3 separate regions of the Mus musculus genome follow, and all the other regions are linked to region 1. A link is a contact called in public Hi-C data. All regions are on one chromosome and are shown on one strand. Each heading gives the region's core, a stretch centred on a gene start, on an enhancer-like site or on the middle of the called end of the contact. The rest is flanking DNA. Distances are from core to core; before and after follow the strand shown. Region 1 overlaps Cacna1c (calcium channel, voltage-dependent, L type, alpha 1C subunit). Region 2 overlaps Cacna1c (calcium channel, voltage-dependent, L type, alpha 1C subunit). Region 3 overlaps Cacna1c (calcium channel, voltage-dependent, L type, alpha 1C subunit).

The links. Hi-C and Micro-C count contacts between places; a contact is called where the count stands out from the background.
Region 2: a contact with region 1 is called in a Hi-C map of the N1E-115 cell line, with 2.7 times the contacts expected there. The contact joins two enhancer-like sites. A contact is called at or near these places in 10 of 39 promoter capture datasets (the 3T3-L1 cell line, the HPC-7 cell line, the SN4741 cell line and 6 more), 8 of 484 Hi-C or Micro-C datasets (3T3-L1-derived adipocytes, the N1E-115 cell line, cerebral cortex and 4 more) and 1 of 115 datasets of contacts at active chromatin or transcription factors (embryonic basal ganglia).
Region 3: a contact with region 1 is called in a Hi-C map of the N1E-115 cell line, with 3 times the contacts expected there. The contact joins two enhancer-like sites. A contact is called at or near these places in 2 of 39 promoter capture datasets (the 3T3-L1 cell line and hippocampal neurons) and 3 of 484 Hi-C or Micro-C datasets (the HL-1 cell line, the N1E-115 cell line and trophoblast stem cells).

The regions. Positions count from the first base shown.
Region 1 is chr6:118,844,337-118,847,836 of GRCm38.p6, reverse strand. The region is part of intron 3 of Cacna1c (calcium channel, voltage-dependent, L type, alpha 1C subunit); the gene reads left to right. It overlaps 1700080F18Rik (a long non-coding RNA gene), which reads right to left. Exons shown (of 2, transcript XR_003956354.1): 1 at 1,558-3,500. Among named protein-coding and RNA genes, the nearest start is that of 1700080F18Rik, 5.5 kb to the right of the region's middle. Within about 2 kb of position 1,741, at least 34 of the 459 cell types and tissues checked have an H3K27ac peak or open chromatin away from gene starts, as enhancers often do. A contact at or near this core is called in the N1E-115 cell line, where this site is marked.
Region 2 is chr6:119,087,615-119,091,114 of GRCm38.p6, reverse strand. All of the region lies in intron 1 of Cacna1c (calcium channel, voltage-dependent, L type, alpha 1C subunit), which reads left to right. Among named protein-coding and RNA genes, the nearest start is that of Cacna1c, 19 kb to the left of the region's middle. Within about 2 kb of position 1,649, at least 34 of the 459 cell types and tissues checked have an H3K27ac peak or open chromatin away from gene starts, as enhancers often do. A contact at or near this core is called in the N1E-115 cell line, where this site is marked.
Region 3 is chr6:119,017,572-119,021,071 of GRCm38.p6, reverse strand. All of the region lies in intron 3 of Cacna1c (calcium channel, voltage-dependent, L type, alpha 1C subunit), which reads left to right. Among named protein-coding and RNA genes, the nearest start is that of Gm50599, 4.6 kb to the right of the region's middle. Within about 2 kb of position 1,856, at least 14 of the 459 cell types and tissues checked have an H3K27ac peak or open chromatin away from gene starts, as enhancers often do. A contact at or near this core is called in the N1E-115 cell line, where this site is marked.

The DNA.
Region 1 (3,500 bases), core at 492-2,991:
AGGCTTCCTTTCGGAAGTATTTCTGACTTCTTGCGTGTCGTTAATGTGAAATTGTCACTCGGTATTTTTATTGGGCCCTACTGCCTCTCCTTTCTGTATATTCTACCCTAAGGTTGCTTTTCATTTCGGCCACTGTTACCGACACAGGGTGAGCCTTCAGTCTGGCGTGTATATATTTTAATATGCTGAGTGTGGCAGGGATTTTTCTCACAGCGACTGTCATTCATTTGGTTTCTGTTGCTGTGAGAAATGCCATGACTGGAAGCCATGTGGAGGAGAAAAGGTTTATTTTAGTTTTACCCTGTATAGTCTGTCTGTCATGTTACCTACTACGTTTAGCTGGGAAAGCCACGGCAGGAACTGAAGCCGAGACCATGGAGGAGTGCTGCTTACTAGTTTTCTCTCTGTGACTTGATTCTCAGCCTGTTTTTCTTACATACCCCAAGAGTACCTGATCAGAGGTAGTACCACCCACATTGGGCTGGGACCCTCCTACATCAATCACTCATTATGAAAATGTCTCCCACCAACTTCCCTACAGCCTAATCTCATGGAGGCCTTCTTCTCAATTGAAGATCCTTTTTACCAGATGACCCTAGCTTGTGTCAAGTTGACAAGAGTCTAACCAGCCCAGTGAAGCTGTAATTAACAAGATTCCCCCGGCCTCACTGCCGGCCAGGGCTCAGTAGTGACTCCAGCTGCCTACACTGCAGAGAGTATTGTATTGGCACAGGCCACCAGATTAAGAGGAATGAAGACAAACAGGGCCCTTCTCACCTGGGAGGACCATAGATTAAACCAACCTTAAGTTGTTAGAGAAGGATGAGATAAACAAGCAAGCTAGAAGAGTGGAGAGTCAGACCAGGCAGGGAAGCAGAGTATCGGTCATTCCCTCACACCACCCGCCTCAGCACAGAGCTCTCCTCCAGTGGCTGTTTTAATAAACGTCACAGAAACTGCAAAGATTGCTCACGGAGAACCCACCGCCACAGCTGCCCCTTAGTCCCTGCTGTTACTTGGGGAAGAGGAGTCTGTGTGCCCACAGAAAGCATTCTACAGTAGAGAACACACCGGATCAGAAGGCCAGGGGACTTGGGGCAAGTCTGAGCTCCGTTTAGGAAAGCATTCCTTGTCAGGCTCACAAAGTCTCTATAAAGTCACGTGTATGATGCTCCCAGGAGATCTGTGCTTGGAGATGGACGGAGTGGGTAAGGCCTCTCAGATCTTGTAGCTCCCACCCACAGCACAATGCGGGGATATACAACATTCTCAACCAACAATAGGTGAGCGAGCAGTTGCTCGGTGGCTACTTCAGGGACAGGACGGAGTGAAGCAGATACACTGGGATGGCTGGGATACTGCTGGAGTTTCCTGTCACTTCTTAAAGGGGTCGCCTTGCCCTTCTGTGACAGGCAAAGAGGCACTGGCATTTTGTGTCACAATAGGGACCATTCGCGTCCCAGGAATCCTCTGCCCCGGGGAAGCCGTGGAAGGCTGAACTCTTCTATTCAGTGTTCTCTGAAGACTCTGGCACTGAGGTCTAACCAGGATACCTACCGTGGTCTTGGACTGATGGCTCAGCCTTTTATGGCTGGCTGGGTGTGTTCCTAGCTCACCTTTCTGTCCTCACTTGTGTCCACAAAGAGAGGACAGTACCCCCTAGGAGCAGAGTTGCCCAGGGCCTGTCTGCCTGCAGATGGATGGCAGTAATCACAGAGAGGGGGATCTGGCCTTTTCTGAAGGGCCACCTGCTGCTGCCATTGTCACATTCTGTGCTCTGCTGCCATCCTCTGCGGGGGTGGAGCTGCAGCTTGGCAGCCCTGGGCTAATAATTAGGGGTGGGGCAACTCCACAGCTGGTGAGATATTTGGGGAGGAGCCTGGAGGAGAAGGGAGGGCTGGGATCCAGCCAACAAAAGGAGAAATTAAATGGGCTGTCCTAGGAACCCATAGTTAGCATTTCAGCTCCGGAGCAGTAGCTGGAGGTTCCACAGAAAGCAAGACTTTCATGAGTGCTTTGTGCCCTCCCTCCCTGGGGTGCCTTCTGCTTCTCAGTTCTTCTTCTTCTTCTTCTTCTTCTTCTTCTTCTTCTTCTTCTTCTTCTTCTTCTTCTTCTTCTTCTTCTTCTTCTTCTTCTTCCCCTCCTCCTCCTCCTCCTCCTCCTCCTCCTCCCCTTCCTCCTCCTCCCCCTCCTTCTCTTTTTTTCTGGAAGTCTGGGATCAGTAACCTAAGCTACTGACAGAGGGCACCATACTGGCCAGGCTCAGGACCCAGGCTGGGCTTTTTTTTTTCAGACAGTGTTGCTGTTCCTATTTCATCTTAGTGTGCCACCCTTGTGGCTCACGGGCTCACAGGTGGCTCAGGAGTCTCTCCCAAAGAGAGATACTGTGTTTTATTCACTCACACTATCAGCATCCATCAAACTGTCATTTTGGTTACGGGGTGACAGCCAGGACATTTCAAAAAGCACACTGCTTTTCTCACTGCAGCCGTGGATGCTGGGCACAAAGGCAGTGTTATCTTTGCCCATGTAACTGACACTGTGGACTCAGAAGCACAGCGTGTACGCATTTATCCATGCAACTGACACTGCTCACTTAAAACCGTGGCCACCTCTGCCCCATTCTGCTGCTGGCTGAAATGAGGTTCATAGACAATTTATAATTGCCCCTAAGTCACACCAGTAGTGAGGACAAAGGTGGAAAGCCATCTGTGACTCCTAGAGTTCTTTCTAGCTCTGTGTGCCATCTGAAAGTGGCTTACAGGGTCTCCCCATGTTGCATGGGAGTGTCGCCATCTCTTACATGGGAAGGCAGGATGAGAAATAGTCCTAAGGTTCCCTAATCAAACAGGTGTAATAGATGAGTGGCCTGTGTAGATTCCAGTGGTTTCAATGGAGGGAATATGGAGATGCACATGGTCAAGGTGCATGGCTTTGCATAGGTAGTGTGCACTCGTGGGCTTGAGGACACATTCACACACATCTTAGTAGATCAAGGATGCTATTGCCCTTCCTTCTTCAGGCTTCTGTGCCTTCCAGATGTAAGTTTGACATAGCACAGCCACCCTGGTGGTGGTGGAACACCAGGCCTTAGGAGTAAGCTACCAAAATCAAGACCATAGGCCCTTCTATCGGGGTGGGTTGAATGCCTTGATGGATAGACAGACTCGGCAGCCTCTCTCTGGCCTCTTTAGTCTGCAGTCCTTAAAATCTCACACTTCTATCAGAATATCCCAGGGATGGAGGACTCCTTTCATAAACCTATCCGCAGGATGCTGGTCCCGCTCCAGTGGTCCAGCCTAACACATTTAGGCCAATGCATGAGTTTAAGGGCCCTCCAGGGGATGGGCTGATGGAGCACCTGTCCTCTATGGTCTTTAGGGACTTGTTGTCTATGGGGAGTTTAAAAGTAATAATAAAACCAATAAAAGTGTGGGTCTTCTTTTTTTTTAAGTTGTCATTGCATCCTGCAAGTTCCAAATACCGTCAGCAATAAAACA
Region 2 (3,500 bases), core at 400-2,899, 240 kb before region 1:
TCTTTTTCTTTTTGAGACAGGGTGGGTTTGAACTTGGAGCTGGCTTCTTCCTGTCTTAGCCTCCTTAGTAGCTGAGATTACAGGCCTGAACTACCTGGCCCAGAGGCTTATTTACACTGATAATGGTTTAGGCAGGTGTATAACTGTGTCACCAATTATTCTACATCAATTTAAAGATAGCTGTTTTCTGTACCCCGTCGTTTACATGAAACGTCTGCTGTCAGTACTATTCTGAAATTTTAAAAGATACTGTCTTTGTCCTCATGGTAATAATACAGTTTCATAGTGTTGTATTAAACACATAGACATTGCTAACAGCCTGCTTGGACTTGGCAAGTGGTAAATTCTACCATTATCTATTTTTCTTATAAAATGTATACTTATTAGTGGGTAAAATATAGTGTATCCATGCCACATATATTGTGGAATGTCTAAATTGGTTTCAGTAATTATCTTATCAAACATTGCCTGCCCCTTAGATGGTTTTATTCTCCTGAAACTGTATGTTGACCAGGTGTGGTGGTGCACACCTGAAATCTTGGTCACTCTGGAGGGTGAGCAGGAGGACTATAAACTGTAGGCCAGCCTGGGTTTCATTCTTAGCAAGACCTTTCTCAGGAACAGCTCTGCCTTGCAATCTCTCCCCTAAACCCACAAAAACCGAAACCAAGACAACAGTCTATATTTTCCTTTTTCCTTAAACACTCTTTTATGTTCTGTGTCTCACTGTTTCTCTTTACTATGACTGTGCCTTCTTCACCTCTGCCTTCTAATTTACCAGGTTTCCCCGCCTTAGAGTAAGTTTTTATTTTTAATGACATTTTGTTCCTAAAAGGTCCACTTTCACACTTGTTATATAGTGTTTCCTCTTTATGCGTCCACTCCGTATTCCCGATTTTCAATCACTCAGGACACGCTGTCTTGTGAGCCCTGCCTGGCTCTTGGGGAACAGCAGTTCTGCTGTTGAGTCCATGGATGTTTGTAGCTTATGCGTCATTTCCTTGTGTGACATGAACGCGCTGAGGAGATCCCTCCCGCCCTGTTATTTCTGCCCCATAGAGTCCGAGGCACCTTGAATTTTGAACATATTGTGCTGTTGCTGCTTTGTATCAGACTCCACTGGGCATTTTTGATCCTCTCCCCCGTCTGGAAACTCTCTTCCATGTTTACTTCCCAGTTTCAGTGCTAGAGCACACCCGTGCTGTAAGTTTCACCCCACAGGATCCCAGTAAGACCAGGTCAGCATGTGTGGAATAACCAAGTTCAGTGTAGGTCCCCAAGTCGCCTAAGCTTTGATGCTTGTGTTCACATTAACGCCATAGGACCCCCGTTCCTGGACTTTGCTAAGATCTTCACTGGCTTCAGTTCCTACTCACATCTAGGTTTTAGAGCAGTCTCATCTCAACAACTGGGATGCATTTATGGCTAATAGCTCCACTAGTCTGCAGGGGTAGAGGCTCTTCCTTCTCTGTGGCTTCAGAATTGGGCAGAGGAAAAGGACCAGAACTCTTTACCCCCTTCTGCCTCTTTCTTGTGCCGAGGATTTCAGACTTAGGGAGAGGGGAAAGATGCAGAGGAACCAGGGCCAGAGAGCTTTCCCTTGGTGTTGTTTCTTGCCTGACCTTGGCTGGCTGCCATCTGTCTGCTGTTAGCCAGCCCACACCAGCACTTCCTCAGGGCATCTTTGTGAGTTCTCCGAAGGCTCCTCCTGGACTCTTTCACATTGCCGAGACACCCCCCCCCCCCATCCCGAGATGGTGACGGTGATGCAGTCTCTGGCAGAGCTTGGTTCACTTTTGCAACCTCTTCTTGAGAGGCAGCCTTCTTGGGAAGAACACTTTCCAGTGGCTTGGAGCCAGCGGCTCTTGTATCATCCACCCGGCCCGGTGTAGGACACCATATTTAGTTAGAACTCAGAGTCAGGCCGAGTTTCCCATTGTTACCCTCCCTCCGTGCTCTGCCAGAGCCCTGTGGAGAATTCTCTAGGTAGAAAACAGGTACCATCTTGGTTTAGATGCCTCCTCCAGAGTCAGCATGTTAGACAGAAGTGCATCAGGAGTATGCTCTGCTCTGTTACACCGGGAGGTTACAGGTTCTGTTGCTTGTGGGTGTCATACAGGGCTTGAGAGGCTAGCCTGTTCATCACATCATCCGAGCCCCTAAAGAGACCCACCTTTGTGGGCAGCCAGAGGAAAGGCTGTCTGAGTCCATACTTCGTGCTTTCTGGTTTCCATGTCTCTGGCTCTGTGCTTACATAGATTGTGCGGCCGATAGTGGGATAGTCTTAGGGTTATCTCAGCTCCTCTGGTCCTGTAGCAAGGTACCTAGCTGGTATCTCTGTTATAGGAGGAGCATGCTATTGACGGTTCTTAGGTTTGGAACTCTATCTAGGACTCTGAGATGGCAGGAAAAAGTCCAAGTTAATATCCGTCTGTCCATATTTCCTGCTTTTCCCTGGGCAGGCAGGAAGAGGCTTTGGACCCTTTGTACTGAATAGAAGTTGCTTTAGGCTCTGGGCTTTATGCCAGAGTTTAGCCCTGGCCCCACGCTCTGTGATCTCACAGCTACATCTCCTGTGCCATGTGGAACCTCTGACCCAGCCCTGGCCTGTGGTCCTATAAGCAGCCCCGCACCCTGGCTTTCTCAGCGGTGCCAAATCAGCCGTCTCCCAAGCGTTACCTTCTCACTTCCTGCCACGGGAGGACTTCCTCTCCTTTGTGCTCAGCTCACACTGCCCAGGGTTCGTCTTCATCCTAAGAATAACACACTCTCTCTCCATTCCTTCTGGGCATATGCTAGGTATGAGTGTTAGGACTGGAAGGATGGAGCTATGTTCCGTAGGCCTTTAGCAAGTCTTAGGTTTCCATCCCAGGGATGCTGAGAGGGTGGTAAGACAGTGGCTATGCTTTGAGAGTACGGAAGCATCTATGGGGATGAGCTTATGGGAGCAACCTCACTTGGTTTGCTAAGCAGTTCCCCCGAAGATCGGATGTTTATAGAAACCGTGTTTATAAGAAGAAATGCAGAGACCAATGCGATGTGAGGTTTAGTAGTGAGCGTCCTTGTCTTAGGCTCAGACTCAGCTCTGGTCTGCATGATAGCAAGTCCTTGTTTATAGAAGTTTAACTCGTAGGCTATCAACTTATTGTTCCTTTCTCAGTCATTTGATATAAAAGGCACATACTAGATCTACATTAAAATAAGCAGTTAGGACATCGGGTGTGTTCATTTGCTTTTTATTACTGTAACAAATATCTGAGATGATAAGCCTATAGAGAAGAAGTTATTTTCATTATAGTTTTGGGAGTTTGAGGTTCAGCTGGTTCTGTGACTCAGCTCTGCCTCTGCCTCTTTTGGCAATTAAGTTTATCATGAGATCTTGAATTAGAGCAAAAATGCTCACTCTTGTGGTCAGGACGGTGAGAGGCTGAGTGGAGGAGGAAGAGGAAGAGAAATTGGGGTCCCAGTGTTCTCTTCAAGGGCATGTTTCTAATGACCCA
Region 3 (3,500 bases), core at 607-3,106, 170 kb before region 1:
CACTGTTGGTGTCTGTGCCATGACACAGTAGTATGAACTGCTTCCTTCAGTCCTACTGGAGAATATGGCCCTGTTGGAACTTGGAATGCTCAGTAGTGATTCTTTATACTACGATGTTGGAATTGGAGAGGGAGGGATGTGTTCCCCTCTGGTCCCTGGAGAACCCCAGGCAGTACTCATGGTAGTAGCAAGGCCTATCCATTTATTGGCTCTACACCAATAGGAAATTCTTGGCTCTGAATCCATAGAGAAGTAGATTTGCCCAGTCAGGAAGCATTGCCCAGGCGGTTTGTAGGCTTGCTGGAGAGCAGAGAGCAGGGGCCTCACTGAGTCAGGGCTGGGTAACACTCTGATGGTCTACATGCACTGTTTCAGGGAAGGGTGCCTAGAGGGTCACCAGCTGTCTTTAACACCCTGGTCTGCTCCATCTTGGTGGCAGTTCAGGCTTTGGCTGCTTAAAGAGCTGGGATGCTGCCTTGGAAAGTAGCAGCTCACGCTAACATGGGGGCTGTGGGGGCAGTGACACGGTCCCTCTGAACTGCTGCTAACACACATGTAAGCCAGTGTTTCCCTCCATGAAGGCAAGGCCCAGGGTGGTGTCTTGTGAATTACCTTTTTGTGTTTTTACTTCCATAAATGTCATCTTTTTTAGAGCTGACTAAGTGAGCTCTTACATGGTTTAAAAATGTATCTCTAATATCCATCTAGTTTGACATAGGTACCATGGTCCTGTTCTTCACAAGGCAGCTGGCTGGGTAGGGTAGGCTCCTTATTCTTGGGAAGCCTGAGGCTAAGTATTTTCTGTCTGCCTTTCTACACAGTCTGCTGTTTCCATAATGGCCATTTTCTTAGATCTTTGTGAAAATACCAAGAAGTGGGAGAATGGGCCCGTGGCATAGGATGTTCAAGTTCACTCACAGCACACATCTGCTAACCTGGTGGTTCTGGAGGGAGTCAGACCTCTGCTTGGACCACCCTCTCCTTGTGCTCTGAGATCTCTTCCAAGTTGCTCTCTTGTTCCCTTGCCTTCGCATTTGCCCTTTCAGAGCCCCTACAGATCCAGGCACTGTTTCCTGGCTTTGACAAACTGCTCAGTATACTGGGGGAAGGGCACTGAGGAAACAGACACTTGCTCACGGAGCCCCATGTGTGTGGATTCCTGGGATTAGGGAGAGGGAGAGAGACCCAGAAGAATGCAGGTGGGAGGGAGGGTGCAGGAAGTCTCCCATCCAGGCTTTTGTAGAGTTAAAGCTTGCTTTCTGGGTTTTTGTTTGTTTGTTTGTTTTGTTTTTTGTTTTTGTTTTTTTTTTTTTGTTTTGTTTTGTTTTTTTTTTTTGAGACAGGCTTTCTCTGTATAGCCCTGGCTGTCCTAGAACTCACTCTGTAGACCAGGCTGGCCTTGAACTCAGAAATCCACCTGCCTCTGCCTCCCAAGTGCTGGGATTAAAGGCGTGTGCCACGACGCCCGGCGAGGCTTGCTTTCTTGTCCCTTTGTCTCAAGCACTTTGCATTATGTTTGGGTATAGTAGATGCTTAGGAAATGGAAGCCCAGGCCCAGCTGTGATTGGCAGTTATGTCTCTGGTTCTGCCCTGACTTTTGTCTGTGCAAGGCTGAATCATTTCAGGAGTCTTTGCATTTTTGGAGCTGGTTCTTTTGCTCAGTCTCAGCCTTTTAAACAGGGCTTCAGGAAAAGGGCCTTTGGAAAGGAGTTTCTTCCTCATATTGGGGACAAAGCCCTCAGGAGAAACACCCACTTTAGAGAGAAAGCTTGGAACTGATGCACAACTTATAGAGAGGACAGGCCTGGCTGCCCCGCCCTGTGTTCCGTTAAATAAGCCAAGCCTGCCTCAGTGCTGGGTCTTGGCCCAGGATGGAGAGTATCCACTAATGAGGCAAGTGACTTCAGGAAGATCAAAATAATTAGTCAGTTCTCACTGCAAACATGAGTCACCACTTAAAGACATCATGTTCTGGTTGGCGAGCTAGGGGGTTGAGATAGAAGACTCCTGGCTCCTACTCCCCAGGGGTGCCAAGTGCGTATGAGAAGCCTACTAGCTGTGGATAATGGACGCAGACTCAAGTTCCACTCGGCCTGCTCTTGGCTTCCCCTCCTTCCATATCCAGTAGAAAGGGAGCTGGGGGACTGGATGCCCACACAGTCCATGGTCTGGAGGCTAGATAAGGTGACCGGGGTGCAGATGGGTATCCTGGCATAGAGAAAGCTGGCACTGTTTGCCAGGCCCCTCTGGCTCTGGAGAGCTTGACAGGCATGCAGGGGCTTCCAGGGAGTATTTGGTTGCCTCTTTCTAGCCAGAGTGACACTAACTCCAGCTCAGGGACAGGGATCTCGGATAGTCCTGTCTTGCAGGGGGAGGTTCCCTTGGCATTGGGGGACAAGTCTACATCACATAGCTTTTCCCTGGCATATCTCAACTGGGTGAGTTGGCCTGGGTCTGAGGAACTGGTTGGCCTCTTCTCCAAAGGCTGGCTGGAGTAGGAGGACCTGATGAGGTCATAAGTTCTGCCTCTGTCTGGCCAAAGTCAGAGGTGGGTCTGATGGAATAGAACTTACTTTAGAACCAAGAACACTGGGCCCGGAGAGACCAAGCCTGGGACCTCTGTTCTCATGAGTAGCCATTCCAACCAGATATCAAATGGGACGGCACAGCTGATACCACACCAGTTGAGCAAGCATGTGCTCTCTAGTGTGTCTGGCCTGAGTGAGTGATGGCTGGCCAATGAAGAAAGTGTGCAGGCTCCTCTAGTGGGGAAATCCCACAATGGGGCCCTCTTCTGTCACTTTCTGAGTAGGTGACCACAGGAATATCATTTAAATTCCTTGGGCTTCTCTCACCCTCTCAACTCCTTCCCCCCACTTCCCTGTGGATGTCTTTTGAATGCTCATTGGAATGTAAGTGCCAGACATGCAGTGGGGAGCAATATAGAGAAGGTGGATATTTACTATGAAGAAAGAGAGAAAAGACAAGTGAAGCAAACATCCTAACTAAGTAAGACAACTTCAAATTTCCCTAGGTGCTATAAGGAAGACAGTGTTCTGAGTGGGACATAGGTAGGAATGTGAGAACCTTAGACCACATAGGATAGGGGTCTTCAAGAGGGAGTTCTGTGTGGACTTGATAGGCCTGGGAGAAAGTCATAGTGTAGGGGAATTGGGAAGACAGTGGCCCTCAGGTGAGCAAGCCCAACCTGCAGGCGGCCATAATGCTTTTACTTGCACGCAAGAAAAGAGCTATTGTTGTGTTGTAACATGTAAATGCCGGCGTCATTTGCTAGTGTTTAGCAGCGCCCTAACTGATAGCATGTGGATCACTGTAATAGTGCGGATCTGAAGCAGATGTGGGACAGACTTCAGCATGGAAAAGTAAATGTGCTGTCTGTCTCCACATGGGAGCTCGTAGAATAGCCAAAGGGATGCTTGCCTCCACCCAGGCTTAGTGTTGCGGTGATTTCAGCTCTTCTAGCTGTGAGCCAGAGGTCC